2 separate regions of the Anas platyrhynchos genome follow, and region 2 is linked to region 1. A link is a contact called in public Hi-C data. All regions are on one chromosome and are shown on one strand. Each heading gives the region's core, a stretch centred on a gene start, on an enhancer-like site or on the middle of the called end of the contact. The rest is flanking DNA. Distances are from core to core; before and after follow the strand shown. Region 1 overlaps LOC101805210 (avidin). Region 2 holds the start of LOC101805210 (avidin).

Region 1 (2,898 bases), core at 237-2,736:
AAAGCACACTAAAATCCTTTGACTGAACTTGAGGGTTTCTTCTCTAATGACTCATTTTGTGCAGGGAAATGTTATAAATTTAGGCAGAAATTAGAAGCTTAAGTATGTGAATATTTCTTCATTGACAGTTAAGCAAAAACAGTATAAAAATTAGCTGTGAAGTGGCCTCTAAATGAAAAACCCACTTACAGCTACATCAGCTAGTAGGAATAGAGTGTAAATGATTTTATTTCAAGGAAGCAGAGAGTTGTATTTCTGGAGTTTTGACTGAATTAAATAGAAGTTCAAATTATCTGAGAACTGAATTAACTGGAAGTCACTCTATTTCTCACACTTTTCATACAGATGAATAACCCAATCATGTAAAACCTCATAGAGCACTTACAGCAGGATTTTGCTCCCTTTAAGACTATACGAACAAGGAATGATGTGTCCTTTTCCATGCAGTCCACTTTGAGAGATTTCACACTCCTTACATGATACACTAATTACCAACCAATGAAGGTAGCATACATGTATATGCATTCAGAAAGGAATTGAAATTCCTCAGCTTCTTGCCTCTTCTAAATTAGGAACTAAAGGGTAGAGGAAGAAGAGGAGACCACTTGCAGAGTTAGGCTCAAAATGTTTGTGTTCATAAAAATCAGGGTAAGAGAATGGAAGACATTTCAGACTGGCGTGTCTTTGAAATGACTACATTGTGGAGCAGCTATCATCCTTCACATGGGATAAAGAAATGCCACCCTGATAGTGCCAAGCTCTTCATGGGGTCTTCTGCTCTGTTCTAATTTCTGTTCTAATATACCTGCTACCCAACATAGCCAGATGTTTTGCAGATACTCAGGATATTGATGAGAAGGTGTTAGATCTGGTAGCTCAAACCCCATCCAGATCCTAAACAACCACAGCAGTTCATATCACATCCTACATGTATTCCTGTTACCAGCACGCAGCCAGAAATGATGGTAGAGGCAAAGCCTCTTGTTAGAGTTCTTTGACTTTGGGCACTGACCACAAAAGCCCAAGCTGACACTGACCCCATGGATCTCCCACCTCAGCTGTTTGCAGGATGTATCTCCAACCTACAGTTGATCTGGGCAGAGCCCAGGCTCAGCTGCTTCTGTGAGCTTTCCTTGCAAGCTCAGTTTTATTCCTGTAACAGTCCGTTCAAGAATCTCCCAAGAGCAGTCTTTCTGTCTCGGAGTTCAGCGCCAACATGAATTTCCTTCATTCTTTCTGGAGTCTTACTTTCCTCTTTCCTTTCTCCTTCCTCTTTCCTTCCTCTTTACCTCTTTTCTCTTCCTGCCTGGCTTGCTTGGAAAAGATTTACAAAAGCATTACTGTGTGATCTGGTCTTTCTCAGCCAGCCATGCGGGCCTGAAAACTCTTCTGTCATTTGAATCCTCACACCCTCTGATCATGCTGGTGTCCTCTCATGCCAGTTCCTTCATTTCTTTTGCACTTTATCAGCAGAACTCCTTCTGCATGTGCTGAGCTGTGCTCAGCTGTCCTCCAGCCAAGGTCAGGTCCCCATTTCGCACACATTGCTGTGTTAGTAGTATATTCTCTCCTGCTGACAGTCACATATGCTCTGCTCCTAAAATGGAAGAAGGATGCTACTTTTTTTTTCCAAGTCAAAGGAACCTGAGGGAAAGTGACGCTTCAGTGAGAATCTGTGTCATCTGTTCTCTGCACAAGAGAGTGATCCTGTCAGATTTATGTTGTGGACTGAAACATGGACATCTGATCTCACCCCTTAATTCTGCCAGAAATCTTATATGACTTTCAGCAAAGTCTCTGCCAGAAATCTTACTTGGCTTTCAGCTGAAGTTTGAGTGTCTTCATCCCTAGAGCACCATCTTCAAAGAGGCAGGCCACAAAATTTTGGGAGAACCCAACTTTCTCTCAGTACTGCTTGACTGATACCCTGAAAAGTATTTCTTATACATTGACACCTGTTTGCTGCTCTAAACCTTTCCCTACACTGTTGGGAAAAAGCAGCTCCTTGGATAGAGCTGAATCCTGCACTGAGGTGAGACTGCTCCCAGAGGAATGGGAACTCTCAGTGTTCTCCAGTTATCCAAAAATCGCCTTTGCTACCAGGCAGATAGTGAGACAGGAAATTTAATCATTACAATGCAAATACTGTCAGTACCAGTTTAAAGATGGGTACAAAAATAATGAAATATGCCACCAGAGCTTTAAATTAGCCCTACGTGTGTTGTTTCCTACGTGTGTTGTTGTCCAGGAGCTGGCAGGTCTCATTGAGAGGGCTTTAAACTAGGTAAGAAGGGGGATGGGGCTGAAGCAAGGATTGTTGGGGCTGTACCAGGGGGAACAATGGCAAGGCAGGAGGATGAGGTAATGGCCCAGCTGAAGTGCATCTACAGCAATGCACGCAGCATGGGTAACAAACAGGAGGAGCTGGAAGCCATCGTGCAGCGGGCAGGCTATGACTTGGTTGCCATCACAGAAACCTGGTGGGACCAGTCTCATGACTGGAGTGCTGCAATGCCTGGCTATAAGCTCTTCAGAAGGGACAGGCAGCACAGAAGGGGTGGCGGTGTGGCTCTCTATATTAGAGAGTCTTTCGATGTTGTAGAACTCGAGGCTAGGAATGACAAGGTCGAGTCCCTTTGGGTTAGGATCGGCAGGGACAACAAGGCTAGTGTCCTGGTCGGGGTCTTCTATAGACCCCCGAACCAGGATGAGGAGACGGATGAGGAGTTCTACAGGCAGCTGACAGAAGTTGCGAAATCTTCAGCGCTTGTACTCGTGGGGGACTTCAACTTCCCTGACATATCCTGGAAGCACAACACAGCCCAGAGGAAGCAGTCTAGGAAGTTTCTGGAGAGCGTGGAAGATAGCTTCCTGACACAGCTGGTTAGTGAACCTACC
Region 2 (3,253 bases), core at 634-3,133, 48 kb before region 1:
TCAAGGCATGCAGTATGTTAGCATTTCAGATACTGGAATGAAAACAGGAAACACGAGAGGCTGCAGACACCCAGCATGCTCAAGCCCCTGCAGTGCTCTGGGAGAGAAGCAAAAAAGAGTCGGTAGCACTGAAACGCGTATTCTTCAGAAGGGTTTTCTGCCTGCAGTGCATGTCAGTGCAACTCTTCCCCTCTCTCCCAGCTCCCAAATGTGCTCTCTCACAAGGGCAGCCCCTCTGCACGTGGGGAGATGCAGGCTGGGTCTCATCAGGGCTGGTCAAATCAGGAATGCAGCCACAGCCCTAGCTCCGTTAGTTCATAGGGGCAGAAAGCTGCTCTGTCTCATCCAGACTAGGAGCTAGGAGACATTCTCATCTTGTGGAGTGGGCACCCTCTATGGATAGTGTTTCAGTCACCATTGCTGTCAGCTGTGGTCATGGGTTGGTTTTGGGCAGTCAAATGTGTTCACCTGGAAAAGCAGCACATGAGAAAGGATGTACAGGACTTACAGTAACAGCTCAGGTCCCAGCACACTGTGAGTCCACAAAACTCCCAGGTGGAGGAATAGCACCAGACACTTCCCCCTCCTGCATCTCCAGTAGACACAAGTCTCCTTTTCACAGCACCAAAGGCAGGCTTATGACAGACCTGGTACCAAACAGAGCAGGCCTCATTGTGCCCGTACATGTACGCTATGCTGGAAAGAGATGGTTTGAATGGAGGATCTCCAGACACAGAGACCATGGTTTGGAACAGCAGGAATACACACGAAGACTGATGAAGTTTCAGGTTAGGCTATGACATGGGGATTTCAAAATGTAGCTGTGGGGAGACATCACAAGATTGTATCATCATTTGTTCATTTCCCGATGAAAGGTGTGTCGATGTAACTACCACAGGGCTGGCACAATGGGCAAGGTAGCAATGACATGAATCACTGCAAACCACTGCCCTTCTCCCCTTCCCCCCGAATTCCACCTGCAGGTAAACTCTCTGCATTTAGGAGCTCCTGGGCAGAGAGACTTGCAGTACCCAGCACCACACACACTGCCCTGCTGGAGAGTTAGCTCCCCACAACGGGCTAAAAGAGGGAGCTGCTTACCTATCTGAAATGGTGATTTCCACAGAGATCATGTTTGTGGTCCCAAACAGTGAGACTTATTACTGCCTGGTTACTGTCAGTGTTTGCAGAGCCAGAGCTCTGGGTGAGCTGCTCATGAGTGAAGTATGATGATGGGACAACCATGGCCACAGTTCCTTGGGCTCAGCAGAAATGAAAAGTGACCTATGCAGATAAAGGGTTGAATGATGCAAATGCTGACTCAAGATGCTGTGTCACACACAGGATGTTGTTCCGTTGGTCCAGACAACTTCATGTAATGGTCAGTAAGAGTTGGTGATGTATTCATGTGTATTCCTGTTCATCTGCTTCCATCCTGTGCACTCTGCTCCACAAACACAGCACTGGGCTTCTGGCAAGGAGGGAAGGATCCTGCCAAAAAGTGAGGCCAAGTGACATGAAATGAAGAACTGAAACATCTAACCAACAGGATGCATAGAAAAGGCAAAACACAGGGCTCCAGAGCCAATACTCAAGTAGGCGTTTCAAGCATTCCTTAGATTGCTCAATCTCTACCACAGCTTCCTATTGCACAGAGCAGCAGTTGCTGAAGCCCTTTGTTGCTTTCTCAACAGGGAAATTGTATGGAGATAAACTCACCAGCATGCAGAGATCTCCAAGAATGTCAAATAGTTATTGACATCTGATTCAGGGTTCATTCATCTGGGTGAAAAGAAATAATGGAGGGCTACATGTTTGCATCGCATTGTGGTGCTGGAGCCATCCTGAGTCATGCACTGCCAGGTGGGACTGAGGGACCTGCTACTATGCAAGCACTATGCCATCCACTGAAGAAAGCTATGGACAAATGGGTAAGGAAGTGCTCATTATGGTTAATGAAATCAATGCATTCAATAATTACATCTGTGGAAGTGCAATCAAAATCTGCCAGGCTAAAAGCTGCTTCTTGGATTTCTCTTTAAAAACAAGCATACCTTTCCAGGTGTGTTCCAATGAATGCTGCCATGGAGTGCTGTGATTACAAGCTTGTTTACAAGCTGGGATAACTGATTGCCAATGCTGACGCACTGAGCTGGCTGATGCTAAGAATGTGAGATCATGTCATTCCACCTCCAGATGAAGTTTTTGTAACATAACTTCTCCCTACCTAACCTCTCTTCGCTGACCAAGTTGTGAGAATGATTGCCCTGGTCCCAGACTAGTGTATGATTCAAATGACTTTGTGGGGATCCCTGCAGAAACTGTATTTTGACTCATAAACTGTATTTTGTCTCATAAACAGTATTTTGACTCATGCTTCCATAAATGCTGCTTTAAAAGGAAGCTATAATATTATTCTTAATGAATGTTTCTTGGTCCTTGCTTAGAACACATCTAAGAACTCTGTATGTGAAGCTATACCTGATGCCCCCAAACCAACAAGAAAGCTTTGTTTCTGCCAACAAAGTCGTGGAGCTCATTTGTCTCTGTGGTTTCTGTTCTGTCCGTTCTGCCCCACAAACATAACTCTGGGCAATTGGTTTGTAAGATATTCATGTCTGAATATGAAAACAGAGGAGAGAGGACAGAATATAGAAAAGGAAATTTTAGTGTAAATAACTTGAATCAAAGCAGCACTCTTGGCAACCTGGTCTACTGCAATGTGAAGATACCATCTCTTAAATGACATGGTGGATGCTCAGCGCATGGGGCACTTACGCCAGATCCAGACAAGCCATAAAGAGCCAGGCAGAATGACCCAATCCCCAAGAGACAGCAGAGATTGCAGGGGTATCTACATCTGCAACCCTGACTTTGAGTCTTTAAAACATGACCTTTTCCCAGTGCCTACAGGAATTTAGCACCCACACTGCATTATTTCCCATTGTACTCTGTTCCTGGCTTTTCCAATGCACAGATTTTGCCTTTTGTTGCTTCTGTGGTATTACAGCAAGCAATTACTTCCCCGGCTTTCATGTTCTTTCAGCTCCTCCATCTGAATAACAGCTCTGGAAGCAAATGTAACATACAGTCCACTCTGGGCTCTAGTCATCAGAGCAAGACAGATGGCATAAAAACAGAATCACAGAATCACAGAACTGTCTAGGTTGGAAGAGACCTCAAGATCATTGAGTCCAACCTCTGATCTAACAAACTGCAGCACCACTGTGCCATGCTCCTGCAGTGACATTTC

Evidence for each region. Hi-C and Micro-C count contacts between places; a contact is called where the count stands out from the background.
Region 2: a contact with region 1 is called in a Hi-C map of F1 follicle, with 2.2 times the contacts expected there. The contact joins the promoter of LOC101805210 here to the enhancer-like site in region 1. A contact is called at or near these places in 4 of 8 Hi-C or Micro-C datasets (F1 follicle, liver, skeletal muscle and 1 more).

What each region holds. Positions count from the first base shown.
Region 1 is chr24:6,726,494-6,729,391 of IASCAAS_PekinDuck_T2T, reverse strand. All of the region lies in intron 1 of LOC101805210 (avidin), which reads left to right. Among named protein-coding and RNA genes, the nearest start is that of CTPS1, 25 kb to the right of the region's middle. Within about 2 kb of position 1,486, at least 3 of the 8 cell types and tissues checked have an H3K27ac peak or open chromatin away from gene starts, as enhancers often do. A contact at or near this core is called in F1 follicle, where this site is marked.
Region 2 is chr24:6,774,063-6,777,315 of IASCAAS_PekinDuck_T2T, reverse strand. It overlaps LOC101805210 (avidin), which reads left to right and starts at 1,883. Exons shown (of 5, transcript XM_027444048.3): 1 at 1,883-1,931. The coding sequence starts at 1,898. It overlaps LOC119713683 (a long non-coding RNA gene), which reads right to left. Exons shown (of 3, transcript XR_005260888.2): 2 at 1,102-1,491; 3 at 1-821.